5 separate regions of the Mus musculus genome follow, and all the other regions are linked to region 2. A link is a contact called in public HiChIP or PLAC-seq and promoter capture Hi-C data. All regions are on one chromosome and are shown on one strand. The core of a region is the stretch at or near the end of the contact, and the rest is flanking DNA. Distances in the headings are between cores, read along the strand shown. Region 1 has its middle 20 kb from the start of Gm32401. Region 2 holds the start of Smim13 (small integral membrane protein 13). Region 3 has its middle 18 kb from the start of Gm32448. Region 4 overlaps Mak (male germ cell-associated kinase). Region 5 overlaps Gm32401 (a long non-coding RNA gene).

What was found. Promoter capture Hi-C pulls out the DNA fragments that hold promoters and counts their contacts. HiChIP or PLAC-seq counts read pairs in DNA pulled down with a chosen protein or histone mark.
Region 1: a contact with region 2 is called in a promoter capture Hi-C map of pre-B cells, with 3 times the contacts expected there. The contact joins the enhancer-like site here to the promoter of Smim13 in region 2. A contact is called at or near these places in 6 of 39 promoter capture datasets (the 3T3-L1 cell line, 3T3-L1-derived adipocytes, the C10 cell line and 3 more), 1 of 115 datasets of contacts at active chromatin or transcription factors (pancreatic cancer cells) and 1 of 9 other capture datasets (liver).
Region 3: a contact with region 2 is called in a promoter capture Hi-C map of pre-B cells, with 2.6 times the contacts expected there. The contact joins the enhancer-like site here to the promoter of Smim13 in region 2. A contact is called at or near these places in 3 of 39 promoter capture datasets (3T3-L1-derived adipocytes, the C10 cell line and pre-B cells), 2 of 484 Hi-C or Micro-C datasets (liver and nephron progenitors) and 1 of 115 datasets of contacts at active chromatin or transcription factors (bone marrow-derived macrophages).
Region 4: a contact with region 2 is called in an H3K4me3 HiChIP or PLAC-seq map of bone marrow-derived macrophages, with 2.5 times the contacts expected there. The contact joins the enhancer-like site here to the promoter of Smim13 in region 2. A contact is called at or near these places in 1 of 484 Hi-C or Micro-C datasets (adipose-derived mesenchymal stem cells), 3 of 115 datasets of contacts at active chromatin or transcription factors (bone marrow-derived macrophages and embryonic stem cells) and 1 of 9 other capture datasets (liver).
Region 5: a promoter capture Hi-C map of pre-B cells shows a contact between it and region 2. The contact joins the enhancer-like site here to the promoter of Smim13 in region 2. A contact is called at or near these places in 6 of 39 promoter capture datasets (the C10 cell line, the HPC-7 cell line, cranial neural crest and 2 more), 1 of 484 Hi-C or Micro-C datasets (CD4 T cells), 4 of 115 datasets of contacts at active chromatin or transcription factors (bone marrow-derived macrophages, effector CD8 T cells, embryonic limb bud and 1 more) and 3 of 9 other capture datasets (adipose tissue, liver and macrophages).

The regions. Positions count from the first base shown.
Region 1 is chr13:41,464,642-41,468,985 of GRCm38.p6, reverse strand. It overlaps a transcript of Nedd9 not described here. Among named protein-coding and RNA genes, the nearest start is that of Gm32401, 20 kb to the left of the region's middle. Within about 2 kb of position 2,110, at least 106 of the 459 cell types and tissues checked have an H3K27ac peak or open chromatin away from gene starts, as enhancers often do. A contact at or near this core is called in the HPC-7 cell line, liver and pre-B cells, where this site is marked.
Region 2 is chr13:41,247,430-41,251,620 of GRCm38.p6, reverse strand. It overlaps Smim13 (small integral membrane protein 13), which reads right to left and starts at 1,777. Exons shown (of 2, transcript NM_001135577.2): 1 at 1,307-1,777. The coding sequence starts at 1,382.
Region 3 is chr13:41,425,683-41,430,138 of GRCm38.p6, reverse strand. It overlaps a transcript of Nedd9 not described here. Among named protein-coding and RNA genes, the nearest start is that of Gm32448, 18 kb to the right of the region's middle. Within about 2 kb of position 3,133, at least 20 of the 459 cell types and tissues checked have an H3K27ac peak or open chromatin away from gene starts, as enhancers often do. A contact at or near this core is called in pre-B cells, where this site is marked.
Region 4 is chr13:41,049,814-41,053,858 of GRCm38.p6, reverse strand. Mak (male germ cell-associated kinase) reads left to right here. Exons shown (of 13, transcript NM_008547.2): 4 at 485-564; 5 at 2,357-2,489. Among named protein-coding and RNA genes, the nearest start is that of Mak, 19 kb to the left of the region's middle. Within about 2 kb of position 2,273, at least 2 of the 459 cell types and tissues checked have an H3K27ac peak or open chromatin away from gene starts, as enhancers often do. A contact at or near this core is called in bone marrow-derived macrophages, where this site is marked.
Region 5 is chr13:41,492,451-41,496,858 of GRCm38.p6, reverse strand. It overlaps Gm32401 (a long non-coding RNA gene), which reads right to left. Exons shown (of 8, transcript XR_873291.2): 2 at 36-117. Among named protein-coding and RNA genes, the nearest start is that of Gm32401, 7.7 kb to the right of the region's middle. Within about 2 kb of position 1,883, at least 2 of the 459 cell types and tissues checked have an H3K27ac peak or open chromatin away from gene starts, as enhancers often do.

The DNA of each region.
Region 1 (4,344 bases), core at 861-3,360, 220 kb before region 2:
ACACACACACACACACACACATACCCATACACCCATACACACACACACACACACACACACACATAGCTTATGTCTTCTGGATACAAGAAAGAAAGGGAGTTTGTTCTTTCAAACCAGTTGGAAATGTCTTCACCATGTCTGAAAGATAAACAGAAGCTTCCCCAGCCCCTTCCTCAGGGAAATCCGAGCACAGAAAATGCTGCTGTTGGACTCCTCAGCAAAACCCATTTGCTTTTGAACTCTTTCGAGTATAGACAGGAAGGCTTTATGGAACAGCCCAGCTTGCTTCTCTAGCCGTTTTTCTGCGCAGAGATCAATACGATTTCTTTCTTCCTAGTCCCCTCACACCTGCCTCGGCTGAAACACTGATTGTTGACCTCTCAGCAATGCATAGGACTTTGAGATTCTTAGGGCCTGCCACTCCACGCTGTGAGACTTTTCTGTTCTCTCTGTGTTGCAAGCAGAAGCTCTTTAAGCATTTTGGACACAATACACGTAAGAGATGTGTTGCAACTGCAGATGGCCCTTACAAAAACATTTGGTCCTACACCACTACTAGAATGACGATCTGCAAGTTCTGCCTCCTTCTGCCCTACAAATGGCAATGTGTACTGTAAATTACAAGAATTCAGCCTTTCTTACTCTCTGTTGTATGAATGTGACCCTTGCTTTTGGTATCTGGCTTTTCTCAGGCTCTTTCAGAGAGAACAACTGTTCCTGATCTCTCCTCACAATACCTTTTCCTCCATCAGTACATCGTCTCTCACACATAGCAATGCCCACACTTTAAGTCAGAGAAAAAGAGTACTCATATCAAGAGATGATTTAAAACACATATCTGTATGTGCTTTGTGCTTATGTTCCCTTACACACACCACAGCATGAATGTCGGAGGACAGCCTTGGATGTTGGTCCAGCACTTCCATCTTGCTTGAGGCAGGGTCTCTCTTCCTGCCACTGTTTTGCGTTCTCCCGGCTAGCTGGCCCACAGGTCTCCAAGAGTCTTCTGTTTTTACCTCCTCTCTTGCAATAGGAGTGTTGCAACTGCAGACATGTGCTACGTTGTTCTTTTACATGGACTCTAGGAGTTCAAACTTAGCTTATCAGGCTGTTGACCAGAGCTTTCACCTCCTAGGACATCTCTTCTGCTCAAGAGGCAGTTATTAAGAGTGCCGTGAAGGTCACATTCCTGCTCTCTCCTAAGCACCTGTTCTACCATCCGCCATGCTCATGAAATCCCATGAGATTCCCCACTAGAAAACTATACGTTTTCCCTGGAGGATGACTGGTCTCTCTAAATGGCTTCCAAGGAGAAAAAAAAATTCCCAAATTAAACTTTTAAAAATCTAACATAACATTTTCCTGTCAGCATATTTGGAGATGATTCTTGAGACATAAAGATTGTAAACACAGAACCATAAAGGCTTTGGTAGAACTGGGCATGTTATAAGCATGTATCAACAATCCCAGGACTCAAGAATTGGAGACAGGGGGTATCATGAATTCAAGACCAAACTGAGGTACCTAACGAAACCTTGCCTCAACAACAAAAATCCACCCTCCTAGAGTTTACAAAGCCAAGCCAACTGGCCCACTTATAGCATTAAGGGGAAGTGCATTGGTCGCCCAACCACTAAGTGGCTGTCCCTTAGCTGTTGAAATGTCACATCTGGAGGTGGAATGCGGAAGCCATGGTGACTGTCTGGGTTAAAGGGCAGAGAAGGCTGGGTGTTGCTTCTGGTCACAGACTCTGCCCTTCCCTTAGGCAGATTTTATAGAACTAATTTAGAAAGGATCACAAGGATCCTCACAAGTAGAGGCTCTGGTTAGAGCCAAAACCCTTCTCCAGAGAGGAACCAGATGGACCCCTGTTCCTTAGGGATCATTAAACTATGCACCAACAAATTTACTGTCAGGGAAGCAGGATGAAAGAGAAAGACTCTGTTTGAAATTGTTCTTACTGTTATTTGTGTTTATTTGGGGGATGCCGTTTCTTATTTCAACCCGTTACGTAAAAGCTACAAAAGCCACATGAGCACCATTCCAGCGTTCCTCTAAAGCTTGGATCTCAGGCTCCTTATTTAGTGGTTAATAATGGTCAGTGGTTTCACTTCCTTTTTAACTTTATTTGGGGTGTGTCTAGCCTTGAGGTCTGGGATGTGGCCATGAGTAGTTCTCTGTAGTCCAAGAAGCATTGCTTGCCCTAATGGAGACAGTTAGAGAGACAGTATTATGCTGCCTGCAGCCTTCTCCACACTGAGAACAAAAACAACTGATGGGATATGAGATGCTCAGAGTCCCTGGTGCAACCATTGTAGGAGATTCAGTGATCATTCAGGAAGATCATTGTAAGCTTAGGAACAGGAATGAAGAGAAACAGCGATGAGAATGTGCCTGTGTAATCACCCTACAAATATATTTAAAAACCAAAACACTACAAGAAGATTTTTTTTAAAAAAGGTCAGAAATGAACTGGTGGGCAAGGCATAAATAGAAAGTAATAAAGCAAAATGGAATTTGTAGAAGATTAGGCAGGATTGGCCAGGGGCCCCAGAATAGGACACAGCCGCTGTTGGTACATTGTGCTCAGTGCAAAGTTCCTAATGTTGAAAGCAGGAAATCCTGTTGTTCCCACCCATATCCTCAGCCAAGGTCCCATGAGACTGCCTCAGAGCCAACAGAATCAGTTCTCCTGTGGTAAAGGATATAGTCCATAGTCTTCAAGCAGCTGACTGCAAAGAAAAGATAGATTCTTGAGGTGATGGGTATACCAGTTATCTGGTTTGATCATTATATCACATGTTTTAAAATATCTCACTGTATTCCACAAATATACATTTAGTATTAAAGCCAGGGCTTCTTTGTGTTAAGCAAATATTCAACCACTGAACTATACCTCCAATCTTTTCCATTCTTCACCAGAAATTTACTAATTACTGTACTAGGTTGAGGTCCAAAGGCAATGGTATGAACGACGTAAAGAGACCACACTAGATACTCAACTGAATTTAGGATCTAAAATGGTGCTCCTAATGGCAGGTGACAGCTTCTGAAAACAGTTTCTATGTCTGCATATATCTGGTCTTGCCTGGTTCTACTCTAACAGAAATAGGGGTGGATGAGGCAGCAATCCCTCTTCTCACAAGCCCTCAGGGTGCATGGAAAGTTCAAGATGTACCAAACATGGAGTCAAACAATGGTTTCTGTTGGTCGTTTTTGAAATGCGAGGAAAGCAATCTATCATTGATGAGAGTTGATGAACTGACATTCGTGAATAATTTATATTCATGTCACCTTCAAAGATTTTAAAAAACAACAACACAGATCTCTGGCTCCAACCAATTCTTGTAAAGCCCAAATTCACAGATGTGTGAAGCCAGTACTGTGTTTCTAAAGCACCCTAGGTGGTGTTAGGAGCCACCAGGTGCAGGAACACTGGCCTATAGGAACCCCTTGCCTCAAAAACAAAAGGAAATCATGGAATTCTAGAGGGAGGTCCCACAAAGACCAGAAGTTCCCTCAATTTAAATATGTAAGTCCCATTTTTAAAAAGACCCTTCTCTGGTTGTGACAGGAGAGGTTATTCTCTATACTGCCTTTCTGCAGCAGTCCCTGTAGCCCTTTATGGAAGTCTGCATCTCCAAAGGCCTGCTTGAAACACCCTGAGGGCTCTGTTGTTACCCCTCCATAGACCCTTATACATTAATGATGAAACTAGTCTCAAAAAAAGCAACATTACCTGATTATGGGCCAAAAACATGTGACCAGCCTTCCAGATTTGCTGGGGACTAGCATTTCCAAGACATAGTAATATATTGGGTTTTTAATCTATCTATCATCTATTTGTTTGTCTGTCGGTTGCCTGTGCCCTGAACTACTCACTGTCTGACCCTACCTGCCCTTAAGGACTGGAGGTGAGGTGGCACAGAGTCAACGACACAGACTCTGAACACTGCTGCAAGCTCCTTTAATACCCTTCACCCACATCCCATTGGTCCCAAGAAAGCATCTCTTCTAAACAGCAGTTCCTGATTGGCTGGCCTTGTCTGCATTAGCAATTCTTGGTCTCTCAGGCAGTCCTCAATTAGATCCTCCTGCAGGAGATGCTTTTGTGGCTGTGCCGGGCATGGGGGTAGTTTTTACATAGAGGCAGCCTCTATCTATCTATCTATCTATCTATCTATCTATCTATCTATCTATCTATCTATCTATCTGTCTATCTATCTATCTATCTATGATGTGTGTGCATGTACTGTATGGTAGCAGTGGAAGTCAGAGGACAGCTTTCAGGAGTTGGTTCTCTTTCCACTATGTTGGCCCCAGGGAATCAAACTCAAGTCATCC
Region 2 (4,191 bases), core at 528-3,027:
AAGAGAAAAAATTGGCCATCGTATTTCAGGGTTTCTCTGTATAACCCTGGCTGTCCTGGAACTCACTCTGTAGACCAGGCTGGCCTTGAACTCAGAAATCCTCCTGCCTTTGCCTCCCAAGTGCTGGGATTAAAGGCGTGCGCCACCACAGCTGGGCAAAACTGGCCATCTTTAATCCTAGGGTTTGGAAGGCTGAGGCAGTTGGACCTCCATGAGTTCAAGAACAGCCTGGTCTACATGGTGAACTCCAGGCCAGCCAAGGCTACGTAGTGAGACCCCGATTTTAAAAAGGATTCTTTAGATCTAGAACCACTAGAATTAGCCAAAAATGTTAGAGTTGGGACTAGCTCTGTATGTAGTTCAACATGTGCTGAGCATATGTGAAGCCTTCGGTTCAGTCAGCATTACTGACAAAATTTAAATACACATATAGGTGTCTAAATATGTAAGTGCATATCTTTCCAAATATAGCTACTGGACTGAGCATTAACTATGTAAGAATAAGCTTTACAGTATTTATAAAATTTTAACCCAATACTCCATCACTTCAAACCCATACTTGGTCTTCTAAATACCAGTGCTTACTGTCATTTATTTGAAATACTCTCCAAACTCTCACAATTGTTCAGTCTCCTGGCTGAGACCTGTGGTTATCAGCTATGTGCATAACGAATTAAGAGGGATGGAAAACACGCCATGAGAACAGTTTAACGTTCCTTCCCTCCTGGGAAGAGAAGTACACAGCAGCAGACCAAACAGCCCCAGGACAGCAGAACCAAGATAAGGTTCCCTGACCCTGGAAGTTTATTACCGCCAGTGGTGTTTTTTTTTTTTTTTTTTTTTTTTTTTTTTTTTTTTGGCTCTGCCCATTATCAAGTAGGCTGGGAATTTGGTTAAAGCCTGAACTTGGAAGTAAACAAACAGCTTCACGTGCGCTGGAAACCCAAAAGGTGATGAAATCTCTCACTAGGTTCAGAACATCCAAATAAAAAGATGAAACCGATCACTGCTCCTTCGAATACAGGCCACGGTGAAAGATCTGGGTAGGCTGTGGCATTATGGCAACCAAGGACAAACCTGCCGGGGAAGCAGAAACGTGCTTCTACCTCGAGTCAGGATGCCAGACCTGAAGGTTCGCTGAGCCTGAAGGTTCGTGATGCCCGGGCGACCTGCCCTGAGCAAGAGGCATGACTCCTCTAAACTCGGTCTTGGGAGCCCGGTGGCCACCGAGACCACCGAGGTGATCACCGTGGACACTTGTCCACGCGAGCTTTCCCGACCGCCCCCGGCGTTACCCCCCACTCACCGCACACCATCAGCAACAGGACGATCAGCAGCGTGGCCACGAACACCAGCAGGGTCAGCCCCACGTTGTGCCACATTTTGAGAGCTGGGGGGTGGGCGCGGGCTCAGCGGCGGGCGGCAGAGCGGCGGGGCGGCATGGACCGCGGGTGCCCGAGGGCAGCGCCCCCAGGGGGCGGAACTTGGCGGTGCGGGGGCGGGCCGCGACGGGACCGGCCCTCAGACCTGCCCCCGGCCGGGGCGACCGAGTCGCTGGTGGAGCGGGCCTTGGGACGCCACTACCGCCTCCTCATCGCTCCGGGGAGCCGGAGCCACGGCGAGCGGAGAGGCCGGCGACGGACGGACGCGCTGCCATGGCGGACGTCGAGGCGGGGAAAGAGTGATCTGGAGGTGGCGCGGCGAACGCCAGGCCCTGGCTGCAGCTCACTCGAGGTCCCCCTCCTCCCTCGGAGACGCCAGATGTCAACCACTCCCCGAGGCCGCTGCAGCTGCTCCTCCGCTCCCCGCCCCCTCCCCCGCGGTAGCTCATCACCAAGCACCCACTCCGCAGCGACTCAGCCGCTGCGCGAGGCCTGCTGGGTAATGTAGTGCAAAGATCGGCGAGAGCTCCAGGTCTCCGCCCAGCAACGAACTACCACTCCCAGGAGTCAACGCTGCTCCGGCTTCTCCTTGCTCTCCTTTCCCGTCCCCTGTGCCTTTGGTGTTCTTGAGCCGCCACCTCCAACTTAGAGACTGCTGATTCTTGTTCTCAAGACTGTGCGTCGGACTGTCTCCCTGCCGAGGTGCCAGTTACATTTCAGCCGTTAATTCAAATACAAAATTGGTTTTAGTGAGCAAAAGGGAAAAGAGGATGGCTGTTGCCTGAAAAACAGGTTGTACTTGAACCCAACCTATTGCTCCCGGCAAAGGTTAGTTACTTGTGAGGAAATAAGTCCCCTGACGTCAGAATCTGGAAAGCCTTCCCCCTCCCCCAGCAACAGATGTTGTGTTGTGTTTTCACAGATAGTACGCTTCAGAAGTAACTGGTGAGTGACTTAGAGACATCTGTGCTCTTAATTCACCTACCTGTTTAGCAAGTTTCGTTCTGTTGTCTCCTTTAATTCAAGCAACATCTGGCCAACAGCCAAAGGTTTTGCCACATTTGCTTGAACTAACTTCTGAAAAACAAGGTATTTATCTCAAGTCCTTTTTTTCTATTTGAAATTAAAACTCCCAGTTCTGCCACATCTGTTAACGCAAGAGGTGATCAGCCCTTTCCTCCCTGAGAAATCAAGGCTTTCGCCTTCCACTGCAACTCTGTGCTAGCCATTCCCAGATGCCCTACTGTGTAAACTGCTTTCCAGCTAAGACGCAGCATAAAAATACATCAAGGCATTACTGGCTTTGCGCAAGATTTAATATACAGTTCCTGTGGAGAGAGTTGAGCTCGATGCAATAAATTTAGAAATCAACTTATTCATTTTTAGCAGATGATCCAACTCACTTGCATAACGGAGCACGTTTGATTTACAATCTGGTTGAAAGGAATACATTTGAATAGATCTAGTTCAAAAGAAATCAGGAAGAATCCAGACCTTTTTACCTTCTCTTTCATTCACATACAACAAACACTTCTGTGTGCTCTGGACTTCTTTGAGGTGCCAAGGATAAAGCCATGGCAGGGGCTGGTGAGATGGCACTGACTGCCCTTTCCGAAGGTCCTGAGTTCAAATCCTAGCAACCACATGATGGCTCATGACCATCCGTAATGAGATCCGATGTCCTCTTCTGTCAGAAGACAGCTAGAGTGTACTTATGTATAATAATAAATAAATCTTTAAAAAAAAGTCATGGCAATACAGACAATAACATAAATAGGGGTGTGCAAGGATTGCAAATCCCCAATGAAAATAAGTAAAGCACTGTGGCGAACATGGGGGTGTTGAGATTGTAGTCATCGAGAAAGAACTTCCTGAGGAAGTAACATCTGATCTGAGTCCTGAGTGAAAAATCCAACCATGGAAAGACCTACAGGAAGAGCGTCTACATAGGAAGAGCGGTGTGTGCAGCCCCCAAGAGCCAGATAAACTTGACCTCCCTTCCAACCCCTCAAGTCTGATGTGCATTTGACTCACCAAAAGGAACTCAAACTACAAATGCCCATCTCTTATCCCCACAGAGTGAATGCCAGTCTTCAGGGCAAGGAGCAGGCAAAGTAGATTTTTGTAAAGCTCCCAAGTGGATTATAATGTATCCTCCAAAACTGTGGCTCGCAAAGAATAATCTCAGATGTGCAGGATGCTCTGGGCACGTGTCAGAACTACCCTGGAACTATTGAATCAAGGTTTGGATGAGAGCAGTCGTCTCTGGCTTGGTGAAAAGTGGGAAGATGTAGGACACATTAAATCATTAGGATTAGTGTGGATGGACGAGAGGTAAAGAGTGAAGGAAACAGAAATCTAAACTGACTTGAAAAGGCTGGATCTGTGCCGCCATAATTAGCAGCACTTAGAAGGAGGGTCAGAAGTTCAAGGCCAGCCCTGTCTACACGGTGAAGTCAAGACTAGCTTAGACTGTGTACTGCCTAGTTTTGTGTCAACTTGACACAACCTGGAGTTATCACAGAGAAAGGAGCTTCAATTGAGGAAATGCCTCCATGAGATACAACTGTAAGGCATTTTCTCAATTAGTGATCAAGGGGGAAGGGCCCCTTGTGGGTGGTGCCATCCCTGGGCTGGTAGTCTTGGGTTCTATAAGAGAGCAGGCTGAGCAAGCCAGGGGAAGCAAGCCGGTAAGAAACATCCTTCCATGGCCTCTGCATCAGCTCCTGCTTCCTGGCATGCTTGAGTTCCAGTCCTGACTTCCTTTGGTGATCAACAGCAATGTAGAAAGTGTAAGCTGAATAAACCC
Region 3 (4,456 bases), core at 1,884-4,383, 180 kb before region 2:
CCTAGGCAGTTGGTCCTGGGCTGTATCAGAGAGCAGGATGAGTAAGCCATAGAGAGCCATATATTCTCCCATGGTTTCTGCTTCAGTCCTTGCCTCCAGGTTCCTGCCTTGAGTTCCTGCCCTGATTTCCCTCAGTGTCAGACTGTGACATGGAAGTATAAACCAAACACACCCTTCCTTCCTCATGCTGCTATAGGTCATGGTATTTTATCAGAGCAATAGACACCTCCATACTTATTTCCATGGTGGAGAGACTAGTTTGTGTTCCATCGGCAGTGGATAACAATTCCTTTTGTCTTTCTCCTCCCCAGCCCAGTGTGATCACAATTATCATGATGCTCTAGGATTGGCACATAGCTACAGAGTATGTCGGGTTCATGCTTCTACAGTGAGATGCATGAGGCAGGGTGTTTATAAAGACAAGAGGGTCTATTTACCTCACAGTTGTAGAGTACAGAGTCTAAGATCAGTCAGCTCAACTGGAGACCAGCCTGCAATTCCCCAAAGAGCCCCACTGACTTGGTGAGGGTGCACATCACAACCAGAATTGGGTTGGAGTAAGCGCTCACATCTCTAGCCAGCGAGCAGCAAGGAAGGTTACCACAATCCCCCTCTAGAGCACTCCCAATAACTTAAGGACCTCCCATAAGCTGCCCTCACCTTCCAGAGGTTCCCCCCTCTCTCCCAGTAGCACAGCATTGGGAACCAAGCCCTTCTATGGGAACCTTTGGGGAGCATTTAACATTCAAGTCTGCACCAGTCCTCTGCTTATCTGCACAGTGGCTTATCCCCTAGATCCATGTGCTATGCTCTGTGGTACCTTAAAAATCACAGTACCAGCTGAATTAGAGCTCGGACTTTATCCCCTGGATCTTCCAAAACTCTACATCTTCCCTTGACTGCCATTCTTCAAATAGCCATGGCTATTAGCATAAATACGGTCATTGCTATTTCATATCACACGGACACTATGAGCAGTAACTCTGTGACTCCTAGTTATTCCAATCACAGTGTGTACAGAGTGTATCTGGAAATGAATGAGGAGCCTAGAAACTTTTCAGAAAAAGGAATGATGACATACTATAGTTATTCCCAGTACAAAGTGACTAAAGCTAAAAAGAAATATATGCCGATATAAATACCATCCCATGCTGGCAGGAACATGCACTGTCCTGGAAAACATTCACATTAAAGTTAAAAATGTACGCATAGATCATGTAGCTAGTGCATCTATCTCTCGGTTTTTGCACAATACAAATAGGCCTCCAAGTGCAATGCAAAATGGCGAAGCACTAGAGAAGATTTCACTGTGTATCAGAAGCAACGTGGACAGACACAGCTGCTGTGTGCGCACACTAGAATAACACATACAACAAAGGCAGGTACGAGCTATAGCCATCAGAAATAGCATCAATGAATCTCATCAACCCGATCCATGTGATGTGTGGTCTGTTTCTGCCAACTACACAAAGAGAAAGGCAGGGAAGAGACCTCAAGCTGGGAGAGATAGCTTTCAGTGGGTCCTACTACTGAGAGAAACTGGGGACCCAACAGTTTATTTTTGATACTATTTTGTTTATGTGTAGATACAAGATTTGTGACAGTTATTATATGTAATTAGTTTCCCTTTCCACTTTCACTGTGCTTATGTGCATTTGATGTATGTGTTGCATGCATGCATGTGTGTGTATGTGTGTGTGTGTGTGTGTATGTTTCTGACAGACATTGTTGGAAACTAGAAAATAAAATCACACAAGATAGTGCATTTTTTTCCAATAATAAATCTGGAACATCCCTCCACTCCCCAAAAATGAGGTGTTTAAGATAAGAGTACACATTATAGTCCTATATATTTAAGAACTATAGCTTACACCAAGAAGCTAGTAAATAAAACTTCTCTCTGGCTTCAGGACTATTGGGGCAGTTGCAGCCTCACATTGGACTATGTAACACCAATGGTCCCCGGTCCAGCCTCCCATCCGAGCCTTCCATCCCATGTTTCAAGAGCTTTGGTACCCTGGCCATGCACCTCCCAGCCCTCTAGTCTACTTTTACCTTATAACCCTCTGCCCCAGGAAGGTGAGCCAGTGGTAAAGAGCTGGAAGTAGGCGAGGATCACTGCGCTGGAATGACTAATGTCCTATTACTCCGCACATGGTCTTTAAGAGAAAGCATGATCAATACATTGACACTACCTCTTGGCCACAGACTCATTCAGAAAGTGCTAGAAGAAATTCAGAATCCAAACCCTAAGACCCTATCCAGAGTCATCCTGGCCTGGACGTAAGGGCAGCACTGCCTTTTAAGTGTAAAGAAAAGACAGCAGAGAACCTAGTCGTACGTGGCTACAGTCTCAGCTGGGCCTGGGGCTGAGGGAGACAGACAATAAGCTCCAGGCCAGCAAGCCCTAGGAACTTAGTGAGGACTGATTCAGAAAGAAGGAAAGATGACTGGAAATAGGACGTATTTGTAAAACATTCCCCTAGAATGCACGAGGCCCAAGGTTTAATCTCCAGTGCTAGAAGGAGAATTTTAAAAGTACGTGCAGGGGGGATTTCATTTTAAACACCCAGAGTGCCAGCATCACTGCATGCCTTCATTTGGGTGTCAAGTATGTTTCTTACAATTTAGGAAGCTCTACTTTTGTTCTGTATCGACATATGTATTTTGCATTTACACACACACACACACACACACACACCCCTACACATACAAATATAATTATATAATTCCTAGCACTGTATACTATGACTTCCCCCAAGCACAGCTCAACCCTAAATGATTGCCTTGTAAACACAGTTTGGCAGTTGAAGTCCTTGCAGATGTGAGGATCTACAGGGGAATGAACAGGATGCTGGGAACCTACCTGCAACTCCCCGCTGGGTATCAGCTCCCTTGGGGTAGAGAAGCTTGGTTGATCATGCATGGGGTCTGCAGAACACAGGAGTCATGGGCTCTTGTCCCCTTGCCTTGCAAGTGTCTCAGAGGAAAATTCCCTCCCCACCTCCTCGCCAAGACGAGAAAATACTGTGCTAAGAAATCCAAAATTACAGGAGGCTGTTCCCACCCATGGAGAAGCAGTAGGGACCAACTCCCATTGCCCTCTGCTTGGATTGGAAAGCTTGTCTTCCTCCTTCGAGAAGCTGGGTGGGGTTAGGAGAAAGTTGGCTTACCAACTACTGTGTGCCAGACCCATTCCTCCTCAACTTTCTGCTCTAACGCCTACTTCATTTTGATTTTGTTCTTGACAGGGGAACCTCTTTTTAATATTTTCCATAAATACAAACAGAGAGAGAGAGACAGAGAGTGTGTGTGAGACACACACAGAGACAGACAGACAGACACACACACACACAAATTAAAACTGATACCTACAGCTGTGAGGAAATGAGAGAAAAAAAGTGAAGTATTGGCCAGCACCAGCCCTCTGAATGCCCAGTTCATTCTTCCAAATAAAAAAAATAATAAAATAAAATTCAAGCTTTGCATCTCAGCTATTTTAAAAACCACATTTCCAAAATATTGCTTTTCCCTCTTTGTGAGGGAAATATGAAAAACACATGGCTTGAGTGATCCTTGCAAGCTACTAGCAACAGGTAAAACAGGAACTGGGGGTGGCTTCAAATAGATAAACACAGAAATATGCTAAGTTGGTTTAAAGGAGGATCGCAAGATGAGGAGGAAGGTGTGAAAGAGCGGAAAGCAAGTCTAAAGCCCTGGATTATAGATGGCGTAGAGCCCTTGATGAGAAAACTTATAATGTGCCTACTACTCAAGCCACACCTAATTTCCATCTTCTTTCTTCTTTTGTTCTCTCTTGGCATACTGCATATGTGGCCAAGGTACCTATCACTACACAACTCACTTTGCACAACTAGACTGTGAGCTGCCTAAGGGCAGGACCGAGTTATATGTATCTTTGACATTTAAGTAGATATAGCAAGAACTTGCTATGGCTTTGTGCATACATGAATAAATGAGTGGTGGATTCCATTCACTGTGCTGTGGATTTAACTTCCCCTGACATCTGTGATGTGACCCTTCAAATGACAGAAATGTCTCGACCCATTCCAGAGTTTTACATGTTTTTGCATTTCTAACTTGTGTCTTCAAGGCTAGTGAAGTGTGAGTCTCCAGCACCAGACGCTGGCGGAGAAGCACGGCAGAGTTGTTCATGGGGAGATATGACAAGGAGGAAACAGGCCAGCAGACTGCAGCCCTGGGACTGTCCTGGAGATCCAGAGTGCCAACGCTCCTCAAGAGAAAATGTGGGCGAGGGTGAGTCCTGACAGAAAACACAATTTTGTGATTGTCTTTTTCTCTAGTGTCACAGGGATCTATTCCTCTCACACCGTGTGACGAATGATGTGCCAAGCCTGGAATTGATATCTGGAGAGAAAACATTAATTATAGGACATCAGATGTTGCTCTGGTGGGCGGTTTTTTCATATAGATA
Region 4 (4,045 bases), core at 1,024-3,523, 200 kb after region 2:
ACTGTATTTTTATTGGATTGTATCAATATTTAGTGTGGAACTGGAGCATGCCGGGCCATAGTAGTACAAGCTTGGGATCCCAACACTGGGGAGGCTGAGACAAGAAAGTAGTAAGTTCAAGGCCAGCCTGAGCTATACAGCAAGACCCTGTCTTAAAACAACAAGGACCTAAAACATGCAGGTCTTATTCTCAAATCCTGAGTAGCTGTGTATTGATCTTGGTAGTTCTCCCAGGGTATTTTGCTCTTACTGGGACAGCGTAGATTTTTAACTCCTGAATATTTGTATAAGGCACTGGCTGTTGGATTTGAGATTTTTTTCTGAAACATCAAAACAACAACGAAAATCAGTATTTTCACCTTTAAACCTGCAGCAGTTAGCACTGCAACTCTATTCGTTATTTAGCCAATAGAAGCCACCAGGGCACCAGGAGTATCGGCCTTCTTCAGCTTTGCTTGGTTAACAGACTATTCATTTCTTCCAGAAACAAACTGTTCCCTGAGTCAGTCATCAGAAATATTATGTATCAGATACTACAGGGGCTGGCATTTATCCATAAACACGGTGAGTTTCTTGGCAGTCTCATTTTCCTGTCTATGTCCATAGGGTATCATCAAGACCACACATAGTAATAATACTGTGTCTCCTGCTGAGTTATGACTGACTTTGTCATCTAAACAGTATACTTTTTTATAATTGTACATAGATATCTATTATCTGTAACAGACCTTTTAGAAGTCTGGTCACCAGTCTCATACCCTCCCCTAAAGTCAACTAGAGAAACATTAACAAAAAACCCAAAAAACAAAAGTCTGACTTGTGAGGGTTTCTGCAGGTTAGGGAACGAATTCTCTTTCTAGAAATAGGTTGAAAGTAACCAATTTTCTCAGATGCATGGCACAGAGAGCAGCAGCCATGGTGGTAATGATGCCGGGGTGCAGGGGACCCCATCTTGGAGAAACCTTGAGTGTTGCTGGCACTTTCGTGCTGCTGGAAGAGGGAGTGGTGTTTCAGGTTACAGCTGATTTTGTTGTTCTGCGGCATTCTGCTGTTCTGTGCAGAAGGTGCTGTGATTTTTTTTTTTTTTTTTTTTTTTTTTTTTGGCTGTGTGCAGGATGCTTTCTGGACCAGGCTTCCCCTCTGGACCTGTTTCCTTTCTGTTCTCTCAATGACAGTCTCCCCTTCAAACTTCTTTTGGAAAGGATTAGAAGCCTTTGATCAAGCATGTCTGCTCACAGGGATTTAAATAATGTGTAGTGCCTCTGTGTGCTGTCTTACAGTTGTCCTTAGCGTTTGCACATCTATTCTCTGAGTAGAGTGGAAGCTGGTGTTTGTTGTCTATGAGTCTCTTACTGGTTTATTTTATGTGATTTTGTATATCCATCAAGTGAAGATAATTATTAGCTCAGACATCTGAAACATTTGGTGTTATTGAATGTCTGGTTAGAATCACTGGCCATTTGGGTATTTAGTGGGAAAGGTTTGCAGGTTTGTGTCATGGTATTGCTGCACCTAGGTACGCAATGGTTAAAAATGTTGACACCCAGAGGGCTGGGTCTCAGACCTCCACAAAAGACCTTTGGTACAAACTAAAGTTCTTCTCCCTGGCGGGGTCTTCAGAAGCCAGTGCCTGAGCCCACTTCAGGGAAGAAGCCCCTTAAAGCTGACTCACAAGGAAAGGCTTCGTGGTTTCCTGAATCCTGCCCCATTCCTGCTGGGCCGCCCACTAGCCTCTGTAACCGACCATCTATTTTATATAGACTCAGTAATAATGAGCACTTTCATTATTGGCTTTTTCAAAGACTTAGCCACCAGGGGAAAGTGAACTGTTAAATAAATGAGGAGATTAGTTCAAATGCATGGAGCTCTTTTGTCCAATGAACTTTTCAAATATGTGATTAACCTCAGGGAATCTCGTGTTAAGCCACAGTATAATAGCAGTAAGGAGACTAATTACATTGACCGAAGCCAAGCTTCTATCTGAGTCTCTTCCTTCGTGTCTGTCACACAGTGGTGATAACAATACATCCAAATTCCATATGGTTGTAGAAATTCCAGGGGACAGTCACAGTGTGTCAGTATCTATTCCTTGTACACACCTGCTGAAGTCAAAAATTAAAAATACAAGTCAAATGAGCAGTTATTTTTAGTGATCTTACACGTCATGTGAACCTTCTCCTAAATTATTTTGCAAGCAAGTTCCCTCACCTCTTTCCTTCTTCCCCAGAAAGTGTTTCCTCCCGTAGCCCTGTGCTGCTAATAGGAGGACTTAGTTATATTTCTATAAAGCAATGAGTCACACGATGATGATAATAAACATGATTATTTAGCATGGTTTCCTCTCTTGCTTGCACAGGCTTTTTTCACAGGGACATGAAACCTGAGAACTTGCTCTGCATGGGCCCAGAGCTGGTGAAGATTGCTGATTTTGGACTTGCAAGAGAATTAAGATCACAGCCACCATATACTGACTATGTGTCTACCAGATGGTAACATTTATGTCAAAGTTTTCCTATGTTGAACCAGTTAATTATCTTTCCAGAGAGTCCATATTGGGTATTTAAAAAAATGCAGACATTTTATATTCTTTGCAGAGAGGGAAGAATTGGCTAGTGAAGAATTCTACTAACGAAACAAAAGAAGGAAAAATAATTCACTCAACCTTCCAATAACACTGAAGACCTACTATGTGCTAAACATTAGGGTAGGCATTAGAAACACAAGGCCATGAACAAAGCAGAGAGAAGTCTCTGCCCCATGAGAGCCAAGGCACAAATAAGCTAGGTGGTATGAGTTACCAAAATCGATGTCACAGTCCCAATTGCCCTTAGGGCATCCCACCCAAGGGAGGGCTAAAGGGACAGTCTACCATGGCATACAGCACCATGGTACTTCTCAGAGGTCATGCTGAGAGTGAGAGGCCACACTGAAAAAGTCCTTCTACTGAAAGCAGTCATGTGTATAAAGTGCAAGGCTAGGGAAAGCTGTGAGTTTATGTCACAGTGGTGATGGAATGAGCCTTTGAGGTACCCGTAGCATGCGTTTCTTGATCTGGTTGTTGGACCTATGATTGTGTCCTATTTGTGGAAAGTTTAGCAAGTTGTGGGCTTAAGTGCATTTTTCTGTATGTATATGTGTAAAATCAAGTATATACATACATCTTATGGTGATATATTATTATAAGCAAAATAATATATGGAGAAGAGATAGGATGTTGGGATCAGTGAGGAGAGAAAGGGAGAAGGGAGATAAATAGATAGAGAGAGAGATAGACAGACAAATATCCAGAAACAGGGTTTCTGTGCAGCCCTGGCTGACCTGGAACTCACTAGGTAGAGCAGACAGACTGGCTGCAAATCAGAGATCTGCCTCCCTCTGCCTCCCCAATGCTGGGATTGAGGGCCTGCACCACCTCAAGTTGTGATGCTTTGTAACAGTAGCCTTGAAATTAGGAATACTGTTTTTTGAAGGAAATATTCCAACAATAGTCTTCAAAAGCAAACAAAATATATTAGTTTAAAAAAAAAACATACTTTTCTGCTTCTCAAGAGAAGCCAATGAATATATACAAAATACTCACTGGCATTTGTCTAGCACAAGTGGCCATCATTGCTGGCATCGTGCAGACCAGAACACAGCAGGGTCCCAGGCAGTGTATGCATTTGGAAAGTTAGTGAATGCAGATAACACTATATGTACATGAGGTCAGCCTGGTCTACACAGTGAGTTCCAGGGCAGCCAGAGCTACACGGAGGAACCCTATCTCGGAAATACACACACACACACACACACACACACACACACACACAGAGTGGAATTGTGTCATATTTAGGAAGATGGCTTGAGCTGGTGTGCCAGACTCAGTAAAACAACTGTTTAGTAGGAGGACATCAGTGAGGGTTGGGGGCAGGGCTGTTGCAGGGGCTGTTTGCCTTTGCTCTTGTAAATTAAAAATAGTAGTATCCATGTGAGGAAGTGTAATGATAGCATGGACATTTTCCATGTGATTTGTTAAAAACCCCATGCACAAGGACAATCTCTCCAT
Region 5 (4,408 bases), core at 634-3,133, 250 kb before region 2:
TGTGTTGATCAGCTTTGTAACCTGGAATAACTCACTTAATCTCCAACAATATTCCTTGTCTTGTCTCCACATGTGACAGGCAGAATGATGGCCATAAATGTGTCCATGTCCTGATTCCTGTAACATGCAAATATGTGGAGATTTTGCAGTTGTAACTAAATTAGAAACCTAGAGATGGGCATCTCTGCTATTCATGTTAGTCTGGTATGATGGCAAAGGTCCTTAAAATAAGATTCAAATTTCCCCAGCTGTAGTAAAGAGGAGATGTGGCCAGCAAAAGGTGGTGTGAGAGGCAATGTAGAGACTAGAGGCTATAGAGATGGAGGAAGGGAACATTGAGCGAAGCAATGTGGAGAAAGAGGAGGAAACAGATTATCCCCCATCTAGAGTAGAGGAGTCCTGCCACGTCCACACCCCAACTTCACTCAGTTAGATTTGTGTTAGACTTCTAACCCTCAGACATATAAGACAATGAATACGTGCTGTGTTAGGCTGCTGTGTCTATGGTAACTCGATATAGGAGCATTAAAAACCTAAACATTATATTAGATCACACTGAATACACATGAGGAAATGTCTAAAGGAATGTGTACTTTGATATAATGTTGAATACAGCATCTTTTATGGATGATTAAGGCTCTGTGGTCTCATCATTAAGAATATGTTATTTGAGAGATGAATAAAAAATGAAGATACTAAAGAATATGTAATTCATACTAAAACAAGGGCCCCTCATGCTCTGTTTGGCTGCTGCAGCATAATGAACTATCTAGGAGGTGATTTAATAACCATTCTGTATTGATGTACAGCTCTCAACTATTATACAAAGGGAAAACCCAGAGTGATAGCAAGTCACTCCTACTGTCTCCGTCTTCTGATCCACCTCTCAGGTCTAAGGTCTGTATTCACAACATCTACGTGAGGTTCTACTGTATTATATACTTTTATTACATGTAGTCATTTTTTAATTTCATCATTGTATATAACTAATAACAGCCATATATAATTATAGTGATAGTATGGTGTGGTATACACCATCCTGTAGAATGATATCAAGCCAGTTACCATACTCATTACCTTGAATATTTACTGTATTTACTTATTTTTCCTGTTCATGACTTTCTGGTCTTTGGACAACATCTTCAGCCCTGATAAGCAACCTTCGACCTTGTTTCTATAAGTTCAATACATATTAATGAGAATGGGTGGGTTTTTGGCCTATGTCTGGCTTATTTCACTGTTGTAATATTCTCCATCCATGTCATCACAAAAGAAAGACTCCTCCTTCTAGGTCTGTCACTACTACACAGTGCATAGGTACCACTTTTCCTCTATCTGTTCACCCACTAATGATTCTTAGGAAGGTCCCATACTTTTGCTATTGTGAAATATGTTGCATGAATTTGGGAGCAGAGAGGACTTTCTAACCTAGCGATGTCAGGTCCTTTGGTTATATAGCCAGAGGTAGGTGTGTTGACTCAGTACTGCCTTTTAAAATAGTTTGCCCCTTTGCTAACAAACCAGCCTTTTAAGTATCCTTTGTGCCTTCCCAGGTCTTTAGCATAACCTAAGTTTTGTGATGTTTCTTGACATGGTGCATTTTACAACAGTGTCTCATGGTGATGATAGAGGCTAACATTAAAGGGATACTTCAAAAGGCATTAGAGATGCTGTGGCCATGCCTTGTCCATCCTCACAGTTGCTCGAAGGCCTCACCTACAACCTGAAAAGCTCTCCAAGGCCTATTCACAGCCCACCAGAGTCACCAGGAAAGGACTATTAACCAGAATAGAGTTATCGTTATTGCTGATAAGCACAGTAAAGAGAGCTGACTGTTCATTAGAAGACCCTTGTGAATTACTTAAGAACATGGCTTGGCTGAGCTAAAAATCTAGAGTATGCTCACGAATACCAGTTTCCCAATTGAGCAAGAATGTCTGAGTCCTTATCACAGCCTACCATCTTCTAGACTCAAGTGACCCTAAATGCAATTTGGCATTTGGACAGGACATTGGAAACTTTGCATGACTCAGTTAGAGAATAATGCAAAGCTGTTTCCCACCAAGCCACTTTGATCTATGTGGAGCCAAATACCTGGGTCTGTCATGTGATAAGCTACTAAACCAGACAGGGGGAAAGAGGGTAGATTTTTAGTAGAGATCTTAGTAGTTTCAATCATGGTTCTATTTATCAAATGTTTACTAGATTCCAAATATGTGTTCTCCAACATGTGGGAACTGCCCAAGAGCATCCTGCACCCCATGCAAACAGATTTAGCAATTCCACAGTTCAGCCAAAGGGTCTATAGCTGACCAGGATACTAGGTAAATCTAAGGACTGCATTGTAAAACGTTATTCAGTCAATGAGGATAAATAAGCAACAGTTTCTTGGCCTTAGAAGCCTTGCAAACAGGAGACAAAGGCACCATTGTGACATTTTGTGATGAATGAAATGACCGAGATGGAGGAAAAAGATAATTCTTCGGGACATGGGATGTTGAAGGCCATACACGGCCATGTTGCCAGAAAGAGAAGGATGGAGGGCTTTTAAGGCCATGCTATAATTATGAGAGGTCACAGAATACATGAGAACAGTGTGTTCCATGTTATAGGAAGATGAAGGCTACTGGTGAATGTGGACAAGGCTAGTGAGAACCTAAGCAAATAACATGGGTTTGGAGGAGCTGAGTCATTTCAGTTTCATCTTGTAAGGAGCAAGGGCCTGGTAGACATCTTTAAAGAGGGAGGACATGTCTGGGAATATCGAGCACCATGGAGATGCTTCTTCAGTTAATGTCTCCCAAAGGCTTGTTGTCCTGTCAAGCTGCACCCATAGCTTAGACTGGGAAGTGTATAAACAGTAGGAACTTCATGGTCATGATGCTGGCTGGTCTGGATAGACTCCTGGCATCACAGGTGATACTTTCCAGTGGCGTGGCCACCAGTTGTAAGGGCCTAACAAGCTCCTCTGGAACTCTTTTATATGGGCACAAGAGCAGTCAGAGGGGTGACACCTTCATGCCTTAACCACCATCCGTAACAAACTTTAATCACAATGAAAGGTGCCTTTCAACAACTGAAGCTTAGAGAAACACAAATATCCCAGGTCGTTGTACCTGCTGCACGCCCTTCTCAGTATGGACATTAGAAAATGGCCATCACAGCTAAGAATTGCTGTAGTAGTCCAAGCAATACAAGTGTAAACTGAGTGGTGGCACAGGTGGGCACAGAGAAGCCTAAGGGGTTAATATGGTTTGAGGTTTATTTATTTATTTTTTGACAAAGCAACTGGAAACAACTTTTATTTATTATGACATGTATGAACTTAAGTTAGACTTTGTGTTGCCAGTGCCTTGCCCTGCCCAGCTCACTGGAGTGCAGGGTTTTGCACCTGAGGGCAAGGCTGTGAATGGAGATGGGTGGGAATGGAGAAGGGTGGGAATGGAGAGAGCATGCAGAGAGGCTTTTTCTGGTCTGGATACCATGAGCACCCCCACCAAGAGCAGGAGAAACAATGAACATGTTGGGCCTAACAGTGAAACTTAGGCAACAGGCAAAGGAAGAGCCTTAACTGGCCCAAGGAGGAGAGGACCAAGGCTGCCAGGTGTCTATAAAAGAAAGCAGTTCTTGGCCCTTCCTTTTTGTTTCAGGGCTAGGGATTGAACTGGGGTGGGGGTGTTGGCATTTAGTCTAGGTTGTGCCCCACAGTTATCTGGCAACATCCAGGTGTGCCTGGCTCACTATAAAAGGGGCTGCTTGCCCCCTCCTCTCTCTCTTGCTCTCTTGCTCCTGCCCCCCCCCATCCCCCTCCCTCTTCTCTCTCCACATGTTCATGGCCAGCCTCTACTCATTTACTCTCTCTTTCTGCCTTTCTCTGTCTCTACTACCCTCTCAATTCCCCCCACCCCCACCCCATGCCCTGAATAAACTTTATTCTATACTATACCGTCATGTGGCTTGTCCCTCAGGGGGAAGGGATGCATGTGCCCACGGAGGCACCCCCTTCCCCAACACCTGGCTACACATTCACCAAACATATTCCTCCTCTCCTTATATTTTTATAAAATACTCAGGGGGGAAGGGATCTTATGAATGGTAGGCAAGTCCTTAACCACTGACACTGCCCAGCCCTTCATAGTACTGTATAAACATAAACCCCCTCTAGTATCCCCATCATCAGGATTACCAAGGATGCAATTAGGAAGAACACGGGTGAAGAGCCAGGGGTTAGAGGCATGGATCCAGATGAAAGGAGTGCACTGGGGAGAAAGGGGGTGGAAAAGAAGAAGCAGAGGTACAGAAAACTGGATATAAAGGGAGACGAGAAGACAAAGCCAGCAGAGAGTATGCAAGGGAGGGATACATACAGGGAGGATGTAGACAAAGAGCTTTGTTTCTGTGACAGTGA